Linked DNA regions of Sus scrofa: regions 1, 2, 3 and 5 are each linked to region 4. Evidence: chromatin contacts called from public HiChIP or PLAC-seq and promoter capture Hi-C data. All regions are on one chromosome and are shown on one strand. The core of a region is the stretch at or near the end of the contact, and the rest is flanking DNA. Distances in the headings are between cores, read along the strand shown. Region 1 holds the start of CMTM3 (CKLF-like MARVEL transmembrane domain-containing protein 3). Region 2 holds the start of LOC110260929. Region 3 holds the start of TMEM208 (transmembrane protein 208). Region 4 holds the start of PDP2 (pyruvate dehydrogenase [acetyl-transferring]-phosphatase 2, mitochondrial). Region 5 holds the start of KIAA0895L.

The links. Promoter capture Hi-C pulls out the DNA fragments that hold promoters and counts their contacts. HiChIP or PLAC-seq counts read pairs in DNA pulled down with a chosen protein or histone mark.
Region 1: a contact with region 4 is called in a promoter capture Hi-C map of fetal liver, with 2.6 times the contacts expected there. The contact joins the promoter of CMTM3 here to the promoter of PDP2 in region 4. A contact is called at or near these places in 1 of 5 promoter capture datasets (fetal liver), 6 of 47 Hi-C or Micro-C datasets (embryonic fibroblasts, fetal liver, heart right ventricle and 3 more) and 1 of 2 datasets of contacts at active chromatin or transcription factors (alveolar macrophages).
Region 2: a contact with region 4 is called in an H3K27ac HiChIP or PLAC-seq map of alveolar macrophages. The contact joins the promoter of LOC110260929 here to the promoter of PDP2 in region 4. A contact is called at or near these places in 1 of 47 Hi-C or Micro-C datasets (embryonic fibroblasts) and 1 of 2 datasets of contacts at active chromatin or transcription factors (alveolar macrophages).
Region 3: an H3K27ac HiChIP or PLAC-seq map of alveolar macrophages shows a contact between it and region 4. The contact joins the promoter of TMEM208 here to the promoter of PDP2 in region 4. A contact is called at or near these places in 1 of 5 promoter capture datasets (fetal liver) and 1 of 2 datasets of contacts at active chromatin or transcription factors (alveolar macrophages).
Region 5: a promoter capture Hi-C map of fetal liver shows a contact between it and region 4, with 2.5 times the contacts expected there. The contact joins the promoter of KIAA0895L here to the promoter of PDP2 in region 4. A contact is called at or near these places in 1 of 5 promoter capture datasets (fetal liver), 3 of 47 Hi-C or Micro-C datasets (embryonic fibroblasts, fetal heart ventricle and heart right ventricle) and 1 of 2 datasets of contacts at active chromatin or transcription factors (skeletal muscle).

Annotation. Positions count from the first base shown.
Region 1 is chr6:27,306,327-27,310,667 of Sscrofa11.1, forward strand. CMTM3 (CKLF-like MARVEL transmembrane domain-containing protein 3) reads left to right here and starts at 1,820. Exons shown (of 5, transcript XM_021094006.1): 1 at 1,820-2,090. The coding sequence starts at 1,938.
Region 2 is chr6:27,216,250-27,220,915 of Sscrofa11.1, forward strand. LOC110260929 reads left to right here and starts at 1,677. Exons shown (of 2, transcript XM_021093983.1): 1 at 1,677-3,205; 2 at 4,001-4,666. The coding sequence starts at 2,696. BEAN1 (protein BEAN1) reads left to right here. Exons shown (of 5, transcript XM_021093984.1): 5 at 1-1,500.
Region 3 is chr6:27,862,905-27,867,893 of Sscrofa11.1, forward strand. It overlaps TMEM208 (transmembrane protein 208), which reads left to right and starts at 1,433. Exons shown (of 5, transcript XM_005664411.3): 1 at 1,433-1,571; 2 at 2,193-2,288; 3 at 3,557-3,693; 4 at 3,839-3,941; 5 at 4,040-4,325. The coding sequence starts at 1,566. The coding sequence ends at 4,177. LRRC29 (leucine-rich repeat-containing protein 29) reads right to left here and starts at 1,567. Exons shown (of 7, transcript XM_013998260.2): 1 at 1,321-1,567. The coding sequence starts at 1,567. It overlaps FHOD1 (FH1/FH2 domain-containing protein 1), which reads right to left. Exons shown (of 24, transcript XM_021094071.1): 23 at 4,965-4,989; 24 at 4,595-4,892. The coding sequence ends at 4,810.
Region 4 is chr6:27,564,024-27,568,987 of Sscrofa11.1, forward strand. It overlaps PDP2 (pyruvate dehydrogenase [acetyl-transferring]-phosphatase 2, mitochondrial), which reads left to right and starts at 1,400. Exons shown (of 2, transcript XM_021094015.1): 1 at 1,400-1,479; 2 at 4,805-4,964. The coding sequence starts at 4,852. LOC106508763 (a long non-coding RNA gene) reads right to left here and starts at 2,456. Exons shown (of 3, transcript XR_002344554.1): 1 at 1,593-2,456; 2 at 1,352-1,500.
Region 5 is chr6:27,824,080-27,829,062 of Sscrofa11.1, forward strand. It overlaps KIAA0895L, which reads right to left and starts at 2,817. Exons shown (of 7, transcript XM_021094035.1): 1 at 2,702-2,817. EXOC3L1 (exocyst complex component 3-like protein) reads right to left here. Exons shown (of 14, transcript XM_003126935.4): 10 at 4,239-4,368; 11 at 4,019-4,141; 12 at 3,780-3,935; 13 at 3,564-3,688; 14 at 3,189-3,489. The coding sequence ends at 3,300.

The sequences.
Region 1 (4,341 bases), core at 570-3,069, 260 kb before region 4:
GTATAGTATGAACTCATTGTGGCTTTAATTTACATTCTTAGAGTCCAATGATATGGAGCACCTTTTCACATGCTTCGTGTATGGTCACATATCTTTGCTGAATTGCTTGTTCAAATCTTTGGCCCGTTCTTTAAATTGGCTTGTTCTTCTTATTTTTGAGTTATTTATATTGAGCTGTGCTTTAATTAACACAGATCAGAACCAGGACATCCTTTGTTTTAATCTTCACCTGGTCTCCCCTCAGGGAATTAGGAGTAAAATCCAAACCCCAAGGCCTGGTCCTCCACAGTCTGACCCCACCCCTTGTCTGATCCATCTTCTCCCCTGGCCCTTAGCCCAGTCCTTTCTTCCACACAGCCTTTATGATTGCATTCTGAACCAGCCAGACGTAGCACCAGGATCTTATTCAGGATTCTCTGGATGCGGTTAGTGTTTACCGACCCACATCCATCCCCCCAAAGCTGGGGTTTCCCTGCTTCCTGGGCTTCTAGCACTGCAGTGGAATGAATAAATAAATGAGTGAGTGAGTGCCTCTTACCTGGCTAGAAAGGTGAGGGAAGTCTCCTCTGAGGAAGTGCTACTGCAGTGTGATCACAGAAAAATAGGAATTATTCAGATAAAAAGGTGGAAAAAGCAATCCAGGTAGAGGGCTCTGCATGTACAAAGGCCCTGTGGCAGGAGGGAGCATGTAAGAGGTAAAAAGCTCTATGGGTATGAGAGACAGAAGAGGATAGCAAGGGGCTGCGTTTTTAGGCTCTATACCAAGTCTCTGAGTAAAACGGGAAGTTCCCAAGGTTTTTGAAGGTGAGGAGAATGAAGATGACTGTGATTGACGATTTAAGCATCCCTCTGGCTGCCAAGAGAGAAAGCACAGAAGCCTCCTAAACACACCCTCACAACAGTCCAGGAAGGAGACAGAAGTGGTTTCAGATCTACTGGAGGCTGCGGAGGTGAGACCTGGACAGAGATCCAGAAAAGCTTTGGGAAGTGAAGTGCAGGCCTTGGTGGATGGTGAGTGTGTGGGAGAACAACGCCAATCCCCAGGTCTCTGGCTCTTGGGGTGGAAAGACAGATGACAGCGCCCTTCACAGAGGATCAGGCAGAGTGAGAATGTTATGGCCTGGATATTGGATCCACTTAACCCCAAACGCCCCGGAGGCATGTGTGGGTTGTGCAGCGGCTGGGCCCCGAGGTGTATGTCTGGAGTCCTCTCCATGAAGATGCGGGGTGAGGGTGGGGGCGAGGGGAATGTGTGCGCGCAAATCCAGGGTTGCGGTGGCCAACAATGAGGTCTGGGCTGGGCAAGCACATGAGGGGTGGCCAGGGGACAAAGGGAGAGGGAGCGGGGCGGGGAGCTGACAGCAGGGTCAAAGCCACAGGACAGGAGAGGAGTCTCTCAGTTTGGACGCCTAGGTTTCTGGGTTCCTGCATGGGCAGGAAGCATGACTGGAGGGAGACAGCGCGTGCAGACCATCTTCTGGGCAAGAAGGGATGGGTGGGAGCTCTGACTGGGTGTTCCGGGGCGGCAATAAGAAGGTCTCCTGATGCCAGGACAGGGGTGGAGGGGGGAACGCAGGGGTCTGAGGAGGCTCCAAGCCAGCACTGCCACCAGTCGGGCCAGCGCAGTCCTAAGCAGCCCTGGCAGCCTGGGTCCGAGGGGAGGAGAGGAAGCAAAGAGGAGGAAGACCGACGGAAGGGGAGAGGGAGGAGAGGAGGGGGCAGGAGTAGGGAGGAGGGGAGGAGGGAACGAGGCCGAGAGGAGAAGGGGGAGGGAACGGGGCAGGAAGAGGGGCGGGGCGGGGCGGGGCGGCGGGGAGATGCGCCCCCGCGCCCTTCTAGCCTAGCCTTGTGCTTCCGCACAGTCCGGGTTTCCGCTTCCCTCCCGGGCGCCGGGTGAGAGGGAGCGAGGCCGAACCTCGGTCCCGGCCGCCGACGCCATGTGGCCCCCAGACCCAAACCCAGAGCCCGACCCGGACCCCGGGCCCGCCAGCCGCTCCCCGCCCCGCACGGCCGTCTCCGGGCTCTGCGCCCTCCTGCCGGCGCCCGCCTTCCTCTGCTCGCTCAAAGGCCGCCTCCTGCTGGCGGAGTCGGTGAGTGCAGCGCCCCTGGCCCCACCTGGCGGCGCCGAGCCCCCAGCAGCCGCTCCGGTCCGCAGCCGCCGGCGTGAGGCTCCGGGCGGTAGCCGCCGTCTGCATCCCCCGGTCCCGGAGCCCCGGCTGGCCGGCTCCCCTCGCAGCCCCCCGAAGTTGGGCTGAGTTGGGCAAACTTCCCCAGTTCGGGACGGGCTCGCTGAAGCTCAGCCGCGGGTTGGAGGCGAGGCGGGGCCCGCGCCCAGGGCTTCCCGATTCTTTAACCCGAAGTTGGGGTCCAGAGGGAAGCCTGAGGAGGGGGCCCGCCGACGAGGTGGCCCGGCCGCTGGGAACTCGGCCAGGAGCTGTGTGACCCTTGGGCGCCTCCGCCCTCTCTGGGCCCCTGGGCCGGGCTATGTCCCTGCAACTTCTGGCCTCCGTCGCGGGCTCCCACGCCCACCGCCCCCGCCACGACCCGGGAGGGCCCTGGAGGAATCAGCCCTCTGCAGCTCCGGAGTCAAGGGCTAGAGTTGGCCCTCCGCGCCGTTGCCCGCTTTCTTGGGCACTGGGAAGACCGGCCGTGCCTCGGGCTGCAGGACGGAAGCCAGAGTGGAGTCCCGCCAGCTTGGGAGAGGGGACCCCCGAGCTTGGCTGAGGCCCAGGCGTGCGGGGGGCGCGCAGGGAGCCCACCCCACCCAGGCTGCAGAAGGGCGGTCCAGCAGGGTGACTTCATTCCTCTTCCTCCCTTCCCTCGCTAGAATTCAGCAGTCCCGCCCCACTGAGCTCCTTCCTCCTTCCCGCAACCCCCACCCCGGTAGGCCCCGTCAGGCCTTTGTCCTCCGGACACTCGGAAAATTCCCCAGCACGGTCGGCCTGTGGGGGGGGGGGGGAAGGAAGGGGAAGAAAGGCCAAGCGGAGGGGAGGGGAGGAGGGAGAAACACTTGTTGCTTAGATCTCCAGCAGTTTGAAAATCCCTGTCATTACTCCCACTTTACAGACAAGAAAGCTGAGGACCAAGCGTCCAGGGGACTTGACATGGGTCACTTGAGGGCCAGGTGACAGCTTGGACAAGGGCAGCAGGGCGGCAGGGACCAGAGGGAGGAGGATCCTGCTCCAACCTCTCCTTTCTATCACCCAGGGCAGATGGCAGGAGACAGTCCAAGCATCTCCTGTGCCCCTGAGGTCAGCCCAGAGGTCTCCAGGCCAGCATCTGCCCAACTCCCAGATGAGGCATCAGGGCCCAGGACTCACAGCTCACACACCAGGGAGTCTCCTCCTGGTTGGCCACCCCCATCCACTTGGAGACTGATGGGAGCCACTCTCGGGGAGAAGCTTTGAATCCGCTCATCCACGGAGGGGACCACAACCACACCCTGCTCAAGCGCACCTCATGGGTGGAGGAGGTGCTGGCCAGAGCACAGAGGAGGCCCAAGAATCTATGTCTGCGAGGATGAAGAGGAGGGAGGAAGGATGAGGGGTGGGCAGTGAAGATGCAGTGGAGCCACTCTAGTCACTGCTACCTCCCTCTGGTCACCTCTGGCTGCCCCCAGACCCAAGCAAGTGGGGAGCTGATATGGACAGGAAGTAGGAGGAAGCTCCCGCATGAATCAGGACATGAGGGAGCAGAATTGAGAGGGGAATTGGGGAATCGCCAGGATCAGGCTTTGGGGAGAGGGGAAGGACAGAAAAAGAAGGGACACAGAACAACCTTTGGCAAAGGACCAGGTTGGGGTCCTATGGCCTTGCCTTCCTGGGAGGCCTGGCAGCCTCTCAGCCTGTCACTATGCCATCGTTTTTTATCTGTTCAAGTTGGGCTTAGCTTCATCTATGGCCATGTTCAAGGCAGATGTGGTTCGTGGTGGGATCGCTACAGCTCACTTGTCTGAATCCACCGCAGTGCCTGCAGGGCATCTGATTGTCATTCCTAAGGGACCCTCTGGCCCCACTCTGAGCTACTCAGCCATGGATGTGCTCAAACCCAGCCAGAGTGACCAAAACCTGGACAGATAAAGGCCAGCCCCCACAGGGCAAGGTTGCTTAAGAACTCCAGCTGAGGGGTCAGCCAGACCTGAATTCAGATTCCGATGCCCTTTTATTAGCTGCATGACACCAAGTAAGTCACTGCACCTCTCTCAACCTCACTTTTCTGATCTGCAAAGTGGGCTGTGAAGGGCACCCAGTGCATGGGTGGTTGTGAGGAGCTGAGGCGCTGCCACAAGCCTCAGTGGCCACTGGCCCAGAGGACAGCCAGCCCTGTCATCCCAGTCTGCCT
Region 2 (4,666 bases), core at 427-2,926, 350 kb before region 4:
AAAACAGTCACTCCTCTGTTCTTCTAAGCACCACTGTGCCTGGCTCAGGTGCCACCCCCATGCTGCAAGGCCCCTGCTCCTGGGAATGGATGGAGCAGCCTTCATGGCGATAGTGCCCAGCCACCTGCTGACCCCAACCTGAACCACCGCACCCCGACATCCAGTTCCAACACCACACTTAGGATCCCACTGGCCCAGGGGGACTGTTGGGCTCGGTATTTACTGCCTCTTCCATCTCCAACATGCCTTGTGTCCACTGCGACATGCAATGGCCTGTCCACCTATAAAGCCACATCCACAGTCTTTGTGCACATTGCTACACAGAGACCTGTGCACACTCCCACATGGAGACTGGCCACCTCTCTCCACCAGGGGCTGGAGGGGCTGGACCAAGGGGGGGCTCGCTGGACAGCAAGGCCATGAAGGCCCCAAGGAGACAGGACCTGAAGGCAAATTCCCAGGACAATGGGAGCGGGGCAGGAGGTGGGGGGCAGGACCAGACCCTGGGATAGGATGTGGGTACAAGGGGTTAATGGGGGAGGAGACCCCAGGAGCACTACCAGGGAGGGGGCAGTGAAACCAGGAAGGGAGGAAGCGTGTGCAGCATGTCATCAAACAGGTTGCCGCCACGGGCAACTCCACGAGAACGAGCAGAGCACACCTCTGTTAACCGCCTGAGGGAGATGGATCACTCACACAGCGGCTCTCACACTCAAAGGTCATTGAGGCTGTTCCCCAGAGAATGTTAATCCCTGCCCTTTGTGCACCAAGTGGGCTCTTCTAGCCAAATAAAGTCTTCAGACAGGGGCGCTGCAGCTGCTGGCTGATGAGGCCACTGCCACGGGCCGGGCACGTTCCAAGGCCTGTGGACAGAGCGCCCATGGCATCCGCCACATGTGAGCAGCAGGAATCACCCGAGAGGAGGAGGGAAGGTGGCTACAAAGCCCGGTTCCAGTCCTGGGGGCCCCTGTGACCTTGGGCCAGACCCTTCCCTTCTCTGGGCCTCAGAACATCCCCCATCAGCCCACCCTAAGCCAAAGCAGCCCCTGCAAATCTCCAGCATCCTCTATCCTCCTTCTGCCCCTGCCTTATCCCCAAAGCAAGTCACTCTGGCAGGCAGAGAAAGCAGGCTCTCACCAAGCCAGCCACTCCCTGAGGGCCCAGGAAGTGTGACTAACGAGATAGTTCAAGAGACTGCAGTGGCCCCAAGTGGAGGAGGCAGGCCCTGGAGCAGCCGGGCTGACCGGTGCACAAGACGCCACAGAAGGGAATGGATCCAGGCACCCTGCCAGCGTTCCCCCATGATCCTGGGCAACCCTGGAGAGACAGGGACGGAAGGCAGTTCGCAGTCACGATGGGCTTCCCAGCAGCTGAGGACTAGGGTGTCCAGAAGGAGTGAAGCGGTTAAGTCAACAAGTAACCAAAAGAGGAGTTCCCGTAATGGCTTAGTGGTTAACGAAACCAACTAGCATCCATGAGGACACGGGTTCAATCCCTGGCCTCACTCAGTGGGTTAAGGATCCGGCATTGGTGAGCTGTGGTGTAGGTCGCAGACGCAGCTCAGATCCCATGTTGCTGTGGCTGTGGTGTAGGCCGGCAGCTACAGCTGCGAATGGATCCCTAGCCTGGGAACATGCATATGCCGCAGGTGTGGCCCGAAAAACAGACCAAAAAAAAAAAAAAAAAAAAAAGCAACTAAAAGCAAGAGAAGAATCATATATTGTTGAATTGTGTGTACCACTTTGTGAAATGTTAACAATTCCACACCCCTCCTCAGGGAGCAAATGAGGCCAGAGAGAGATCATTTAAACCCTTTGGTTTCAGATCCCCTGCCCTACCCCATGGTCTAGTGACCACCCTTCAAGATGACTCAACGGCCTGGAACCCATCCCCAAACCTGCCACTCCTGTTGGGTGCTCCTGCAAGTCTTCGGTATTAAGGAAAAGCAGAGCCTTGGCTATCAGACAGACTTGGTGTAGTCTGCTGAAAACAGCCCCACAAAGACGGCCAGGCCCTAATCCCAGAACCTGTGAGTATGTCACCTTCCTTGGCAAAGGGACTTTGAAGGTGTGATTAGGTTAAGAAGGCCCTTGAGATGAGGTCATTAGCCTGAGCTGTCCAGGTGGGCCCAGGAGAAGCACAGAGGTCCTATGAGAGGGAGGCCACAGGGTCAAAGGAGGAGAAAAGAAACTGAAGCAGAGACAGGAGAGAGATTGCGCAATGCTACAGAGCTGGCTCTGAACATGGAGGAAGGGGCCACAAGCCAAGGACTGCGGGGGCTCCAGCAGGTACAAAAGGCGAGGAAATGGCTTCTTCCCTAGAAGCTCCAAAAGGAACCGGCCCAACCATGACATGGGGCTTCTCACCTCTAGAATTATAATTAAGTTGTGTTATTTTAAGCCATTAAATTTACAGTAATTCATTACAAGCAGCAATAAGAAACTCCTGTCCTTGGGCTCCCATCCCAGCTCTTGCTCTCGCTGCCTTGGTCTCCTCATTCATAAATAGGAGGAAGGGGCACTTGCGATGGACAAGGGCCTCTCTGGCTCTCTCTGGCCCCAGGCTGTGACAATGCCAAACGTCCAGCAGCACCCATGTGGCGTGTGGAGGATGCAGGCACCAGTGCACTTCCCCATTTGCTCTGGAGGCGAGGCGAGGATCCGGCCTGACCTTGACTCTGCTGCACTGGGAGGAGATGAGCAGAACCCCAGCCACTTCCAGAGTAACAAGCAGCCACCCTGCACAGCTTTCTCTTTTGCTCGCACCACTTCCTCCTCGGCTTCCTGACTCAGCTGGGGGATGGGACAGAGGCGGGCTGGCCTGGGCAGCCCAGAGGACTCTCATCCAGCCCCTCAGCGCCACCATGAGTGGGTCCCGACTCCCAGGCCCAGACAGGGGTGCTCCTGAACCCCTCCTGGATGACCTCATCGGCTACTACACGGACAGGGCAGAGGAGGGCCAGCTCAGGGTCTGCAGGCAAGCAGCCCTCATCCGCAGGGCCCAGCAGCTCCTGGGCATGCGGGCCCCGCCCCAGCTCTGTCTGCCGGAGGATGTGGCCCCTGACCTGGAGCCCCCTCACTCGCAGGGGGCTCCCAGCTCTGCCCAGCACATCTGCCACAAACTGGTGCGCGCACTGGAATTCCTGGAGCTGATCTCTGTCAACCTACTTCTGTCTCCCGGGAGGAAGGAAATCAGGTCCCTGAAGGTAGGCAGCGCCAGCCCCGAGCGAGGGGGTCTTGGGAGGGGCCAGGGCTCTGCTTTTGGGGGGGACGGTGGGTCTATCATGCCCACTGACTTCAGCCCCTTTTTACAGTTGGAGAAACTGAGGGCTGAAGAGGTTACTACAGCTTGTCTATGGTCTAAGAAGCAGCCCAGACAGGACCCAAACTCAGGCAGTGCAGCCCCTGACCGCTAGGCTGTACCACCTCGCTAAGGAGTCGGTACAAGGAGCTCGTAAGAAGCAAGGGAAGTTCCTGCTGTGTAGCACAGGGAACTACAACTGGTCACTTGGGATGGAACATGACGGAGCATAATGTGAGAAAAAGAATATATACATGTGTGACTGGGTCAAGTGCTGTACAATAGAAATTGACAGACACTGTAAATCAACTATAATGGAAAAAACAAAAATCTTAAAAAAAAAAAAAAAAAAAGCAGCAGCAAGGGAAAGACTTTGGCTGGGGAGGGCCACTGGAAAGGCTCCATGTCTTCTCGCTCCAGGCCAGTGCTGCTAGGTGGGGAACCAGGACACTGGCCCGCTCGGTCCTTCTCTTGCTGCGTCTCTTGAGACACAGGTCCTGCCGCTGGGCCTTCATGTGCCCTTCTGTAAAATGGGACGGGGTGGCTGGCCCGTGGGCCAGGTTTCCATGTGGGCTGATGCCCTGTCCTAGCTGCTTCTCAGGAGCCTCCAGGGGCCGTGGGACCAGCCGTTGGTCCTGCCCGGCCCCTGGCAGCCACACTGCAGGGACCGTCCACCCTAACCATCACCCGTCTGTTCCAGACATACACGGGGAATTTTGCCTACTGGGTGCGGCCCGTGCTCTCCGAACACACTCTGCACGCGGCCCTGGGCAGGCTGGGCTACAGGGCCACCTCCAAGGCCGAGTTTTCACTGGTCCAGGCCGCCAGCGAGGAGGACACCAAGCAGATGGTGTTTGAGATCTTCCTGACCAGAGTCGCGTGTGAGGCTGTTCTCGGAACCTTGGGCGGACCCGTCCTCAGCGAGAAAGTGGCTGGGCGCCATCGCAGGCCCAGCCCGGGGAGAGGGCCGGCGAAGACCCGCACCAGCCTCCGGGAGGCCCGGCCAAGCCTGAGCGCCCCCGCAGGGATGGGGACGGACAGGACCCGGGCGGAAGGCGCTCAAGGTCAGGGCGCCCTGCCCATGGCCTGGAGCCCGCCTGAGGTCCCAGTAGCCCCCCACAGTCCCCTCCCCGGCCCCCTGGTCCCTTTGGGCCCCTGGCGCCGTGCCAGCACACGCTCGGACAGCGAGGAGTTTCTGACCTGCTATAGCGACCTCATCCTGCACCAGACGCCCCTGTTCCCCGGGGACTGGTCCCCGAGCAGCCTGAAGGAACAGCAACTCCAGGGCCCAGCCCAGGCACCCGGCCCTCCTTTAGGGGAGGCAGCCACCACTTCATGTAGCAGTGGCAAGCAGTTCCTGGTCCCC
Region 3 (4,989 bases), core at 183-2,682, 300 kb after region 4:
AGAAGGTACTCAGCCAACACTTACGGATTGAATGAAGTAAGGATGGATGGTCTTTTACCTTGATATTCACCAAAGGTTTGCTCAAGGAAGGGGTGGGAATATAAAGCAGATCATTACTGGGAGAACAGCCTCTGGGCCAGGGAAGCTGAGCCTGGGGAAGAGATCACTGATGGGGACTGGGACTGATCAAACCCCTGTTCCCAGGGGAAGGTAGGAAAACCTGTCTCAGTTGAGGTAAGATAGTGGCCATCCTGCCTTCTGGGGCTCAGCAACCAACCCAAGGAGCAAAGGGAAGGCAATAAAGCTGGCCTCACTGAGGGGAGGAAGCATGATTCTTTGAGCTGAGAAGGGAGGAGGCCTTTCCAGAGGGACCAAAAGAGGCAACGATAGGGAGGAGTGGTCATGCTATGAACCCCATCCCAAGGAACTACTAGAGATATGACTGGTCATCTCTGAGATCTTTGGGGATGGAATAGATATCCTCTGGGGCAGAAGGAGGAAAGGATCCCATGGCAGGGGGCTCACTGGGGTTGGAGCTGTCTTGTTTTTGCTAAGGGGAAGGAGCACCATTCTAAGGACCAGTGGGGAAAGGGTGGCATGTCTCCCTTGGGCTGTGGGAGGGGGCTGCCAAGTCTCAGAGCAAAAAGGATGGAGAGGCCACCGAAAGAGACCACTGGGGACAAAATCTGTTACCTCTCTACGGACAATGGCAGCAGAGTGGTCTTGCTCCCGGCTAAGGAAAGAGAAAACATCCTATGGGGTGAAGGGGGTACGGATGGCCATCACTATGGGCAGAAGGAGTCCGGGGGCAGGCCTCTCCCCAGGGAAGGAACTCAGAGACCATGCCTGAAGTTGATGGGAAGGGGCAGTCAGTTGCCCACCGCCAGGTGAGGGGGGCGGGGGCGGGGGCGGCGTCTCTCTGGGAGGAGGGAATGGAGAGACCATTCCAAGGGCCAATGGGGACAAGATAGGGTTACCCTTGGGGATGATGGGATGGAGCCGATATCTTCCAGAATTGAGGGGGAGGGGCGGCCATCGCAAGAGATGGGGGGTAGGCAGAGGCCCTGTCCTCGTTGAGGTGAAAGAGCAACAATCTCCTGGGGCCGATGGGGACGGAGAGGATGGTCCCTCAAGGTAAGCGGACGGAGTGGCCCAAAGGCGGGGCCATTACCCATAGCCTGCTGGTCCTAGGAGCTCCCGATCGGGTCGTTTCCGCCAGACGGGCGGGGCCAGGCGAGCTATCTGACAGCCCTCCCCACAGCCTGGGACCCCGAGGGCGGGGTCTGTCCCGAGCTAGGCCAGAGGGCGGCCTCCTCTCACCTCCAGGGGCAGCGACTCCGCCATCGCATCCCTGCCGCCTCCGCCCCCGCGCAATGCTTTCTGGGAAGTGTAGTCCGGCCGACTCTGCTGGGCGGAGCTTGGGAAGGAAGTGGACGTCCCATTTCCGTCCCAGTTGCTGACGATTTGGGTCTGCACCGGAAGTGCCTTGCTGCCGATGTGTTATCCAGTGACTGCGGTTTCTGTCGTTCTCCCTTCTTTCCCAGCCTGGGTATTTGCGTCGCACCATGGCGGTAAGGAGGGCGGGTGGGGCGGAGTCGTCATGGCAAAGCGGTCCCGGGGCCAAGAGACTGAAAACAGAAGGAGGACCGCAAGGGACGTGGGTCGGCCAGAGAGGGGCGCCATCCAGTGGCTGGGCCGTACCAGATCGAGGTGGGCAGTGGAGAGGCGAAGGACCTTACCAGAAGTCTTGCCCGAGTGGGCTAGGCTTCCGTACCAGACAGTATCAGGACTAGCTAGAGGTTTGAGAGGCCTACGCCGCGTCAGCTCAGATCTGGTCTACTCCTGCAGAGGCCCAAGAGGGGCACCATTCAAGCCCACTCAGAGGAGTCCCTTCTAAAGGGTTTGTCCGCTCACAACTGAGTTATCAGAGGATCCAGGAGATACTGTCCTAGTATTGGATTGTTCCCATCCGGAGCAGGAGGTAGTCATTGCTGCGTGTGCAGGGAAGATGGTGTCAGCTCTAAGCAGGACAGTTTGGAGAGGTGGACATTCCAAGGATTGTAATAGATTTGAGCACCATGGGGATGTCAGATGAGGTACAGATGGAACTCTGTAGCTAACCAGAATGGTGGGAAAGTAGAGAAGACCCTGGCTGACGAGGGTTCTGACAGCATCTCACCATCTCTCTGCAGCCTAAGGGCAAAGTGGGCACGAGAGGGAAGAAGCAGATATTTGAGGAGAACAAAGAGACCCTGAAGTTCTATCTGCGGATCATACTGGGGGCCAACGTAAGTGCTTGCTTCCTTGCTAATGTGCCCACCCAGGGTCCCGCAGTCTTCAGCTCTGTTTGGTGGGGTGGAGTGGTGGTGGTATGTGACAGCCAAAGCCTGAAAAGAAAACTCCAATTGAAATTAAATGAGGGAGTTCTTTTTGTGGCTTAGCGGTTAATGAACCCAACTAAGATCCATGAAAGATGCAGGTTCTATCCCTGGCCTCACTCAGTGGTTTAAGGATCTGGCACTGCTGTGAGCTGTCGTATAGGTTGCAGATGTGGCTCAGATCCCACATGGCTGTGGTGGTGGTGCAGGCCAGCAGCTACAGCTCTGATTCAACCCCTTGCCTGGGAACTTCTGTATGCCCCAGGTGCGGCTCAGATAAAAAAATTGGGGAGTTCTCTTTTGGTGCCTTGGGTTAAGGATTTGGCATTGTCACTGCAGCAGCTTGGGTCATTGCTGTGGTGTGGGTTCAGTCCCTTGCCTGGGAACTTCCACACACCTCAGGTGTGGCCAAAAAAAAGAGTTCCCTGTTGGCTCAGTGAGTTAAGGATCTGGCGTTGTCACTGCTCTTGCTCTCGTTACAGCTGTGGCATGGGTACAGGCAAAAGAAAAATAAGGAATAAACATTGGAGTTCCCATTCTGGCTCAACGGGTTAAGAACCTGATGTAGTGTCCGTCAGGATGAGGGTTTGATCCCTGGCCTCACTCAGTGGGTTAAGGATCTGGCATTGCCGCAAGCTGTGGTGTATGTCACAGATGCAGCTCTCACCTGAGGTTGCTGTGGCTGTGGCGTAGGATGGCAGCTGCAACTCTGACTTGACCTCTAGCCCAGAAACTTCCATATGCCTCAGGTGTAGCCATAAAAAGAAAAGAAAAAAGAGCTGAATAGTCAGAACAAAAAAAAACGAGGGTGTGGGTCTCAGATGGAGACTCTTCCCCTCCTAAGTACACAGGGCCTTCTTTTATAGGCCGATGGGTCAGAGGGGAGTCTGGGTACTCGGGGAGCTGACCTCTCCCCTCAACGCTGTGAGAAGCTTGTCCTCCTTTCATAGCCTGGCCTTAAATCTTGGTTAGAGTTGAGGGTAAGCCAATGGTTTAGTAAGCTTTTGATCCCAGCCTGGTCCTGTGTCTGCCTACAGGCCATTTACTGTCTTGTGACCCTGGTCATCTTCTACTCATCTGCCTCGTTTTGGGCCTGGGTAAGTGTCCCCCATCCTGGCAAGTGGATAAACTCGTAGGGTCAGTGGCTGGCCTTTAATACCCCCGTTTTTATTCTGCAGATGGCTCTGGGCTTTAGTCTGGCAGTATATGGGGCCAGCTACCATTCTATGAGCTCGATGGCAAGGGCAGCCTTCTCTGAGGATGGGGCCCTGATGGATGGTGGAATGGACCTCAACATGGAACAGGGCATGGCAGAGTGAGTGTCCCCCGCTGCCAGGCCAGGTGAGCGGCCCCAGGGCTGGGGTGCTGGGGCCCAGGTAGCCCAAGACCCACAGCTGCCTGCAACTGGAACTGGGTGGAAAGGAATTGAAGTAGGGCTTGTCTATTTTTGGCCCTTGCAGCCTCGCTTCTATCCACAGGCACCTTAAGGATGTGATCCTACTGACAGCCATCGTGCAGGTGCTCAGCTGCTTTTCTCTCTACATCTGGTCCTTCTGGCTTCTGGTATGTGGGTCATGGGGCTCCCAAGGAGGAGCTAAGGCTCGAACCCTTCTCTTCTTTCATTTCCTGTACTTGGCTTTAAGCTACCTTTTCTCTCCTAGGCCCCAGGCAGAGCCCTTTACCTCCTGTGGGTCAATGTACTAGGCCCTTGGTTCACAGCAGAGAGTGGCACCCCAGCACCAGAGCACAACGAGAAAAGGCAGCGCCGACAGGAGCGGCGGCAAATGAAGCGGTTATAGCCACTGACATTGTGGCTACGAGTTTCTGGGCCCTGGGTGGCTGTCAGGCTGTGTAGCCCCCGTGCGAGGAGCAGCGAGGGCCTAGTCCAGGGGCCAAAAGCAGTCTAAGGCATAAAATTGTTGAATAAATGGCTTATGATGTGGCTAACGCCTGTGTGCATGATAATGAGGGATAGAGCAAGAACAGCCAGTCCTTTGGTGATTTCCTTCTGCTATAGGCCCAGCATAGTGGGTACTTTGCTTTTGCTTTGTTCTGCTTTTGGTGGCACCCTCAGCACGTGGAAGTTCCCGGGCCCGGGATTGAACGCATGGTACGGCAGTGACGTGAATTGCTGCAGTGACAACGCTGGATCCTTAACCTGCTGCGCTACAAAAAAAAACTAGCATGGTGGGTACTTTGAAAGAAGAAAAAGGCTGTTGGATTGGTAGGAAAACTTTATTACGCTCCATGCATCCAGGGAGCTCATACATGCACACACACTCACACAGGCACACAGCTAATACTGCTCACGGCACTGGCCACGGGCACAGTGGCCCTAGTGTTGAGAAGAGGCTGAGAGTTGCACTCTGTTCCCTCCTCACTGTAGTCTCCTGCACGGCAGGCTGGGGCACAGATGTAGGAGGCAGCGCCTTCACACTTCTAAGCCAGGACCCTTGCTCAGTCCTAGTGCCTGAACTAGGTCCTCCCCAAGGCCACTCTTCAATGTCCGTCTCACTGCAAGGACAGAGCAGGGTCAGAGGGGGCGATGGGGTTAAGGTGGTCGGCGGGCTTGTGGGCAGTACTTACAAGACTTGCGGTTGCCACGGGAACG
Region 4 (4,964 bases), core at 150-2,649:
GGCTGTGGTGTACCCCAGTGGCTACAGTTCCCATTCAACCCCTAGCCTGGGAACCTCCATATGTTTCAGGTGTGGTCCTAAAAAGACAAAAAGGAAATAAAGAAATAAGTGGTCAAAGAATGTGAAAGTTCCTACAGAGATAAGCATTGTTAACAGCTGTTAACCATATTGTTACTCTTTTCTCTGCACGCAGAGGCATGGGCAAGAGGAAGGGGAAGGGAGAGAAATAGAGAAATAAATAATTTCGGTTATTATCAAAGGCCTGCTCTTCTTTGTTGTAATCTTGTTTTTCTCTCTGACTTCTGTCCTCGCCAATAGCTCCTTCCTGGGCTTTCCAATCTGACTTTTGGCTTCGTGTTGGGCTTTGGGGTCCTTAGGTCAGGGTGCTGACAGTCCACCCTGATCCTGCCTAAAAGGAGAGCCCTGGGCCTTCAGGGCAGGGCCTCCGCAAGAGTGGCAGGAGAGGTACCCGCAGTTTCCTGGAAAACTACCATTTCACAGCGTAGCCCAGGCCAGTGCTGTATGGGCAAGAATGGGAAGCTGTGCTTCTGGAGGGGCTCCAGGGCTGTCTCCCAGCTTCCTCTTGCCTCCTCTTCCCCATACTAGACCCCCATTGCTGATTCCACAGCAGAAAATCTCCCCACCAGGAAGAACTCATCCCTTTTAAAGGCTCATCTGATAAGATCAGGCCCACCAAGGATAATCTTCCTTTTTTTTTTCTTTTTTTCTTTCTGGCTGCACCCGCAGCGTATGGAAGTTCCCAGGCTAAGGACTGAACCTGAGTCACAGCAGCAACAATGTCAGATCCTTAACCCACTGCACCAGTCTGGGCATTGAATCCACACATCCTTCATTCATTCTTTTCTAATAAGACCTTGAGACAAGGAAGCCTTGGGTAGGGTTCTAGGGCTGGCCAACATCTATAGGATGTCTGAGCTGATTATAGCCTTTAAGCAAAAGTTCTGGTGCACACAAAACCCTCAAGGGTGACTTTCTACTTTGGAAGTGGTGTGTGTGTGTGTGTGTGTGTGTGTGTGTGGTAACTTACAAAAACTGAGTGGTTTCAGACTTAGCAGAGTGATGTAATCTTTTCAGGAAAGTGTGGCGGAGGCAGCCATCTCGGTGTCTCCAGTTGTTGGCCCAGGGCCTGGCATATTCAGGCACCCATAAACGCCTACAGATTGAGTAATTAAACTGTGCTGCCTCTGTCCTGAAGGATGACCCTTTATAACCCCAAATGAACTAAAAGACTACACCAATTTATTTAGAATCCCTTAGAGTTATTTTTAGTTTAAGTCTGAAACAGCCCTTTCAGTATCCAGGAAGAGAGATAGTGCAAATTCTGACTTACTCTTTAGTACTTCCGGAAGGGACCAAGGGTGAGTGGCGGTATGAATATCATATCAGGGCCAAGTATGACAGGAGCTGTTTTATGGCAGGCAGGTCCTTGGATCCAGGTGGGCTGGCCAGGTTCCCCAGGTAAGTCAGTGTGTCTTCCTTCTAGAAGACCACATTTCCAGGGCTCTAAGTGGCCTTTTCTGGTCACCTCCTATTTTTCTCTGTTTCTGGTGGGAGGACTGCCCTTGACTTACCACAGTCAGTAGGAGAGTTCTTTTACAGTGATTTGAAAGGCAGCAGGCCATAACTGGGATGCAGAACTTCTGATGCCACAATGGAAGGGACTAAGGGAATATCTGGTGTCATGGTTCTCAGCCTTTCTCAACCCACCAACCAACTATTGTGGTAACGGTCAGTGGCCATGCCAATGTAAATGTCAGTTCAAGGCCCAATGGTTGGTGGGAAGCCATTTTACAGCATTTTACAAGATTTTACAGCAGCAATTTGCATTGTAGAAGGATCACCCTACTTATTCTGTAGAAGCAGAGCTACTAGGGCCAAGATAAAGTCAGAGGTGGGGAGACCAGATGAGAAGAATGGAATAGAGTGGCAGAGCAGCTGGAGGCAAATGTTTGGATTGGAGTTGTTTAGGAGATGAGGTGAACAGGATTAGATAACTGACAGGAGAGGAGTAGGGGTGAAGGGAGAGGTGTCAAAATGACTCCTACTTGGGGCTTGAATCTCTGAGCAGATGGTGGGGCCGTTACTACGTTAGGGGAGGAAAGAAAGAGCAAAGTTAGCAGAAAGATGACTTCTAGGCAAGCTGTGTTTAAGGCGTTCGGAGGGCCTCCAGAGGGAGGCAAGTAGATATAGAAGGGTGTGGCGCCTGAAAGAGGGTTGGCACAGAAACGGAGAGGAGGCCGTGGGGTATTATTAACAACGGTGACGAGTGGGAGAGCCTGGGCGTTTTGGGGTGTGCAGAGTGCGGAGTGTCACGTGGTGGGATGCTCTGCCACAGGACTGCCTGATCCCTGCACCCGGGCTACCTACAGTCTAGGAGGTTACCTATAGTCCGGAGGAGCCCGGAGGGTGGATGGAGGTGGGCGGGGGAAGTTGAGGAGGAACCGGATTTGGCCCCTCCGGGTCCCGCCCTCTTGTCCTCCTCAGCCATTGGGCAATTCTGCTGCCCGTCATGGGCCCGCCTCCACAGATGAACCAATAAAGACTGGCAAGAGGATGCTTCCTTCTCCGGCAGCCGGGGATCTGCACTAGAGGTACTTTCAGGGAGGCGAGTCCTGGGTGGCTGCAGCCGCAGCACTGCACGCAGGCGCGGAATTGAGGGGGGGAGCCCGGAGGCCTCGGCGCAAGCAGGTGAGAGGAGGGCGAGGACCTGAGGTAGGAAAGTGGGCTACGCGGGTTGTGAACGCCTCTTATCGCGCCGGGCCTGGCCAGCCCCAGGCCCGCTCCGGCCCACGGTGTCGGTCGGCTCAGGTGCTGGGGCGGAGAGCGGAGGTGAGGTGAGGTGAGGTGAGGGGGCGGGCCCGCGGCGGACCGGGAAGAGCCTTGGCCTCAACTGCGGTCATCCCTCTCGCGCACACGCGCCACGTGGGCCCGCGGCCTTACGGCGAACCCTGGGCTGCGTACAGGGACGTCCGCACTGGCTGTTTCAGAGTAGCCCTGTGAGCGCCGCTTCGCGACTTAGTTTCCCTTTTTATGGACTGAGAAGCTGGAGCTCAGGGACGTAGCCGCGCCAGGGTTTGAAGGAGATCGGGTTTAGTGGACTCCGGAGGCCGCGCTCTTATCTATGAGGCTGTGGGTCAGAAACTTGACTTGGGGACCTGTTTTCTTTAGATATGCGAAATTATTTGGGTCCGGGCTGCGGCAGACCGCCTTGCATCGGGCATCGCTGCTCGCTTCTCTGCTGGGCGGGGGGAGGGGGCGCGGGCGCGGGGAGGCGCCTTCTGTGCGCCCTGGCCAACCGCTCCTACTCCTAGTTGGGCGGCGTGGGCTGAGGAGAGGGGGAGTGGTCTTCAAGTGTGGGAGCTCCCTTTACCCCCACAGACAAACTTTGGGGAGGGCAGGATTCCTAAACGAAATCCAAAAACACGTGGAAAGGCTCCTCCTCCCGAGTCACCAGAGAAACTAGAAAATAGAACAGCTTTTTTTGTCTAAGGAAAAATACCGCTAGAGGCTGTTGAAAGTGCTAGGAAACTGTTTCCTTCATGCCCTTGCAGAGGCAGATGCGAACCTTTTGGAAATCAGTTTGGCAGTATGCGTCTACACCCTTTGACCTACTGATTCCAGTCTTGGGAAATAAGCAAGTAGGGAATAGGTTGATGTGTTAGGTATTGCGGTTTGGTATTTTACAAATAGAGAGGCAGTGGAAACAACCTCTAAATCTCCAATAATACACTTAATGGTAAAAGTAATAATACTCTTTTCAAAGGGTTATATTTCTTTAAATCCTCACAGAAATCCTTTATGAAACTATTATTCGCATCCTACCGACAACTGGAGCTCAGGCAAGTGACGTCGTGTGTCTAATGCTAGACAGCTAGGGTCATACTGCGTGTGCTTTGGGTCCTCTGAACTTGCCATGTTTCGCCATTGTTTGAGGGCTTATTGTGCAAGGTACAGGCCTGGGCACTGGAGAACCACTGGTGAGTAGGTCAGCCATGGTTCTTAAATTTATGGAGCATGCACACATGTATGCATTCATTTGTATATAAGTAGAACAAGCTCTGGAGAGTTTATTAAAGAAAATTTTTGCATGGCTTCCTTTTCTCCAGTCTCTTCTGGCATGCTTCTATCATCACCTGGATCAGTACTAGCCTGCATCCTCTGGAGTATTTTCCACATGCTGTGCCCAATTCAAAATTACTACCCTGCAGTGCTGGACATTGTTTTGGCCAACATGGCATAGTGCTCCAGCTCAGATTTCCTCAAGGCTAGACACGTGTTGGTGAGGATGATCGGGTCCACTTTGCCTTGTCTGATAATTTTTAGAGGCTGTTCGTACCCCAGCACAGACTTTACATTACTTTACTCATTACATTTAATGAGTTAGAGCTTAATGTTGGTCTGACCCCAGTGACTTTTCTGTCTTCTTTGCTGCCACCGTCTTCCTGTCTTATATGCTGGAGGGCCTCCAGTTGAGTACAGCCACCAGTATGGCTGGGGAACAAGAAAGAGAGCTTATGTTTAAATAAACACTTAAAGCCTACTGGGGAGAGTGAACATGGGAGCGAGGCACTGGGCTCTGGCAAGGGAGTAGATTTGGAAACGAGGAAAATGTGGCTCTGTAAGAGGAGAGAGAGTGTAAAAACCCTGTTTTGTACATTTTCTGGAATGTGTTTATTATATGTTATAATAGGAAGCAGGGAGACTTGCTTAAGTATTTTGAGATTAAATGTTTTCAGAAGTCAGTATTTTTAAGAAATTAAATTTAAAACTCTTAAATTTTCAGATTAAAAAAAAAAGTCTTGCTGAAGGAACATATTGTACAGTTGCAAAATGTCGAGTACTGTGTCCTACTGGATTTTAAGTTCTGCAAGGAATGGCATTGCCACATTACAAGGGGGGCAACGTTTATATTCAAGGTGTGCCTCAAATAGGATTAAATCAAA
Region 5 (4,983 bases), core at 1,567-4,066, 260 kb after region 4:
ACCTCCACCCCCGTGTCCCTTCCCTCCAGCAAGCTCACCCAAGCAAGATGGATGAGGGGGAAGCAGGTGGTGCTTGGTGGTGGTTACTCAAATGCCTGTAGCGAGTGAGCTCCTGAGAGCAAGGCCTAAGTGCCTACTCATGATTCTAATCCCTGTGCTCAATGCCCAGCCAGACTGGGAGCTTGGTACCGTGTAACCTGAGCTGCCAGAATGACGGCTGCGGGGGTCTCACTACTGTCCCTCTCACTGGGCTCCACTCACATCCTCCAGCCCATTGGGCCTCACACAGTTTGAATGCCCGTGTGGCCCTTGCTTTTGCTAGTCTCCCCCGACCCCTGCCACCTGGCACGCTCTTCCCCCATCAGGACCATCTGTTCAAATCCAAATCAGAATCAGCTTTCAGTGAGCAGAGGGGAACTTCAGCAAATCCAAGCCAGCCCCTGGTTTGTCTCCTATCAGAGGCATCTTCCTAGTGGTCACCCAAGGCCAGTGTCGGGACACTCACCCCTGATTGGACTGTACCAGGGCTCAGTCCATTCCAGTCTCTCCCCAGAGACTGACTGATGGTTCCAGCCTCCAAACTCTCCTGCCTGCTCAGGGACATAATTCCAGCATTTCTCCTCTCTCCCACATCATCAATGTCTTCCTCTCTACTGGATTCTTCCCATCAGCATAAACACACACTGTTATTTCTCCATCTTAAAAAACAAAACAAAACCCTCGCTTGACCCCACACTCTTCCAGCTCCACTGCATCTCCCTCCAGCTGCTTCTCAAGACAGCACAACACCTCACGTTATCCACATTCAGTTTCCAATTCCTTCTTTCCTGTTCATCAATTTCATTCCAATTAGGCTTCCCCCCACTCTCCATCAAAACTGATCTGACCAAGGTCACCAGTGATCTTCATATTGATCAGTAGAACTTGACAAAGTTTATCAGTTCATCTGGGCTTAGCTAAGTTCTCCACCTGGTTCTCAAATACACTGGAATGTAGTTCCCAGCTCACTGACTGTTTGTTCTTGGTTTTCCTTGCTGGTCATCCCTATCTTCCTGACCTCTTAACACTGTAATGCCCAGGACTTGAAAAACTCTGTCCTCGGAGTTCCCTTCGTGGCTCAGTGGTTAACGAATCTAAGAACCATGAGGTTGTGGGTTCGGTCCCTGGCCTTGCTCAGTGGGTTAAGGATCCAGCGTTGCTGTGAGCTGTGGTGTAGGTTGAAGACTTGGTTCGGATCCCGAGTTGCTGTGGCTCTGGTGTAGGTCAGCAGCTACAGCTCCGATTAGACCCCTAGCCTGGAACCTCCGTATGCTGAGGGAGCGGCCCTAGAAAAGGCAAAAAGACAAAACAAAAAACCAAAAACAAACCTCTGTCCTCATTTTCATTTACGCTCCTTCCCTGGGTGATCTCATCCACTGTCATGGTTTTAGATATGTCAGCCCCAATTTCTTCCATTAACTTCAGACTAATGTTGCCAGTTCTCAATTCAATATCTATATCTGAATGTAGAAGAGGCATCTCAAACTGAACATGTCTCCTGTCTGGAATGCTTTCCCTTCCTGTAACAAGGCGTCATTCTCTTTCTTTCCTCAGATTTCTGTACAAATGTGATTAGAAAAGCTTCCCTAACACACCCTTTATAAAGTAGTAAACCTCCTCTGCCCTCTCCACCATACCTCCCCTTCCCCATATTATTGTTCTCTGAAGCAGTTATCATCATCTGAAGTACAGTATATATGATTAGTTATCTGTATTCTCCTTTTCAGTGTTCACAGCTGTGTCTACAGAACAGTACCTGACCCAGAGCAGTTGCTCAATAAACCAAGCAGTTGCTCATCTGAAACCAAGAGCCCTTCTCCATGTCAGAACTGGAATCATTCCTTCCCTGCACTTTGCTTCCCCATCTGGATCTGATTCCCTCCCCCTCCCTGCACTCTGCCTAGTGACAAACTGATGGAAAAGATTTCAGGTCTCAAGTTTCCCTCCCCTCAGCTAACTATACACTTTTATGGATTCCTCGCTGGTCTCTGGGCCTCTACTTTACCAACCCCCTTCACCTCCCCATCTTTCACTTGACCTACCTCTTTGCAATTACCAGAATTCGCCTGTGTTCCTTTCATGTCTCAGGTCTTTCTGCCAAGAATGCCCTCCCAATGTCTCCCTGTAGCAAACTCCTAATCATTCTTCAGGGTTCAGTTTAGGCCTCACCTCCTCTGGGAAGCCTTCTCAGCGTCTTAAAGGCTTCCAGGGCCTAGGCAGCTTCTTTAACACCCTAGGCTGTCCCTGTCGGAGCCTCGGTCCGTGTCCCCCCACTATCCCCTGAACTCCCTGAGCGCAGGGACGTGTCTGATTCACCCTCATGACCCAAGTACCCCGCACTAGATACAGAATGAATGAAAGATGGCTGTGGGAGGAGCCCCGGCTGAAGGCGGAGTCTGACAAATGAGAGGGTGTGGTCTGTACCAATAAGAAACTCCGGGAGAGGATAACGTGGAAGAAGAGCCAATGGGGACGAGGAGATCGAGGAGGGGCGTGATCTACAGCCAATAAGTGGCGGGGGATGGGGCACAGGGCGTGCCCAATGGAGGGCGGGGCCAGAGGACAATGGATCGGGGTTCCCTGGTAGATGAGTAGGGGTCGAGTCCAACGCCTTTTCGGCCCTCAGGGTTAGGGGAATTCCTTCCGCGTGCCGCGCCCCCACCTGTTCGCTCCTCTTCTTGCTGCTGCCGTTCCCGCTCCGCAACACCGGTGGCCGGCCACCCAACCCACGGGAGCCGACGCTAGTGACGCACGCACTCGGGCGCGCGCACGCTCGGACAAAGGCGCACGGACCCGCGTCAATCTTCTCGGCCGCACGCGCCGAAAAACACGGCGCGGGGTGGGGCCAGGCAGAGCAGAGGGGGAGATGTTAGCCATCGGGTCACGCCCCTGGGAGGGGCGTTATCTTAAGCCTGCCCCCTCGACGAGGGCTTTAGCAGGTTTCCCGGCTTCAAGCGCTACTCAGAGGTCCGACTCCGGACCCAGGAGGCGCGAGCTCGTTGCCGATGCGCGGATATGTGTGGATGTAGTTCGCATACAGCAGCGGAAGCCCAGATACTTGGGAAAGCAGCCCACACAGGATTAATGCCGGGATAGGTGGGGCACAGCCGTGTATCAGAATTGGAGCCATGGTACCTTAGGCGCGTCACTGCACGTGGTCCCCCGAGTTTCGCGGGCACTTTTATTTCCTCCCCCTTTCTCCAGCAAACACATCCAGGCCGTGAATGGGGCCGTAGCTTTATTTTGCAGGCAGCTGGAGGTCAGGCACAGGACCCCGAAGGGAGGCAGGAAGACAGCGGGGGTGCAGGTGTTGGCACGAGGCTGAAGAGTGCGCGGCGTCCAGCTTGGGGCGATGGCTGTGGGCCGACCTGCAGGGAGCTGAGTGCGGCCAGGCGCTGCTCTCGCGACACGTCCCCGCGCAGGTCCAAGAGGGCGGAGACGTGATCCTCGCTGAAGATACGAGGTGCATCAGCCCCGTCCAGCCCCGCCCGCGTCCCTTCTCCCCTTCCGGGCTGTCTTCGCACCTCACATCGGGAAATTGTTGCCGCAGGCCTGCCACCTCGAGGCCAAGTAGTGTGGGGTCCCGGAGGTTCAGCAACTCCCTCAGGGCGAGCAGCACCGGCGCGCACTGAACGCTCTCCTCCAGACCCTGAGTACGTCGGGATAGATCTCGCGCCAGCCCTTGGCCCCCACCCAACCACCGAGACTCCCTCCCATCTGCTCGCTCAAGGAGTTCTCACCAAACTGAGGAAAAGCTCCTGAAGCTGGGCGGCATCTTGCCGTAGGCGCTCGGCCGCCTGTGTCCGCTCCTCGGCATTGCGGCACACTAGGCGGCCTTGCATCAGCGCACGTAGGTACTGCAGCACCACGATGTGCTCCGCCTCGGCCAGCAGCAGCTGCGGGAGCTCGATCGAATGGTTTCAGGACCCTTTTCCCATGAGCACTTTCACCCCTCCCTAACCTTTTTCCCCAAGCGCACCTGGACCGCGGGTTTCCGCACGTGTCGGAAGTCCTGGCAGAAGCGCGCCGTCCGCTTGCACACATCGTCCAGTAGCTCCGGGCTCGACAGCCACCGGCGCGAAGGTAGAGCTTCGAACAGGGGCTGGGATCAGGGCGGAGGATGGTCAAAAACACAGCTGCAGGGACGATTCAGACCTGGCATTCTCTGCAGAAACCCCCATCTCCAGCTGAAGCCTCACCTGTAGCTCCGCTAGCAGCGCCTCCAACACCAGGCGGCAGATCCTCCTCTGCAACTCGTCCAGCGCTGCCTCCACTGGAGCCAGGGTCCCTGGGGCCACCCAGTCGGGCTGCAGGACGGACACTGAGGAACTGGACCGACCAAAAGTAAGGCTTCAGGACCAAGGCCAAGGCCCAAGAGGCTCTCGGTTGTCTAGCCACTTGGACGCCACCTAGTGGCGGAGTGTGTAGCGTGAGGGGACAAGAAGGGCGGTTCCGCGCACGTCTGAAGGCCTGGGCCTTGGACTGAGGCCAGGAGCGGTGGGCTCAGCGAGCTAGAAGGCTCACAGGCCAAAGCTGGACCTGCCTCTGGTTCATGGTGTGACCTTGAGAAATTCATGTCTTTCTGTTTCTATTTCGGTAAGGGCAGAGTCAAAATCATTGACTTGTTTGTCTTCTGCCCCCCACCTCAAAGAACAGGAGGCTCAAGAGGAAGGGAAAGTTTTGTTCTGTTTACAGCTGTAACCCCAGATATTACCTGGCAAAGAGTAGGGCCTTGTTAAATATTTTTTGAATGAATGTATAATTGACACTATGTGCCGGGCACTGTGGTAGGTACTTCACATCGCTTATGTGATTCTCAAGATTTCCATGATTACCCATTTACTGCCGATGAGAAAAGCAAGACTCAGAGAGATTAGGTAACTGGCCCAAAGTCACGTAGTTAGTAATTAGCAGAACTAGGATTGGAATCCCAGAGCTGTGTGA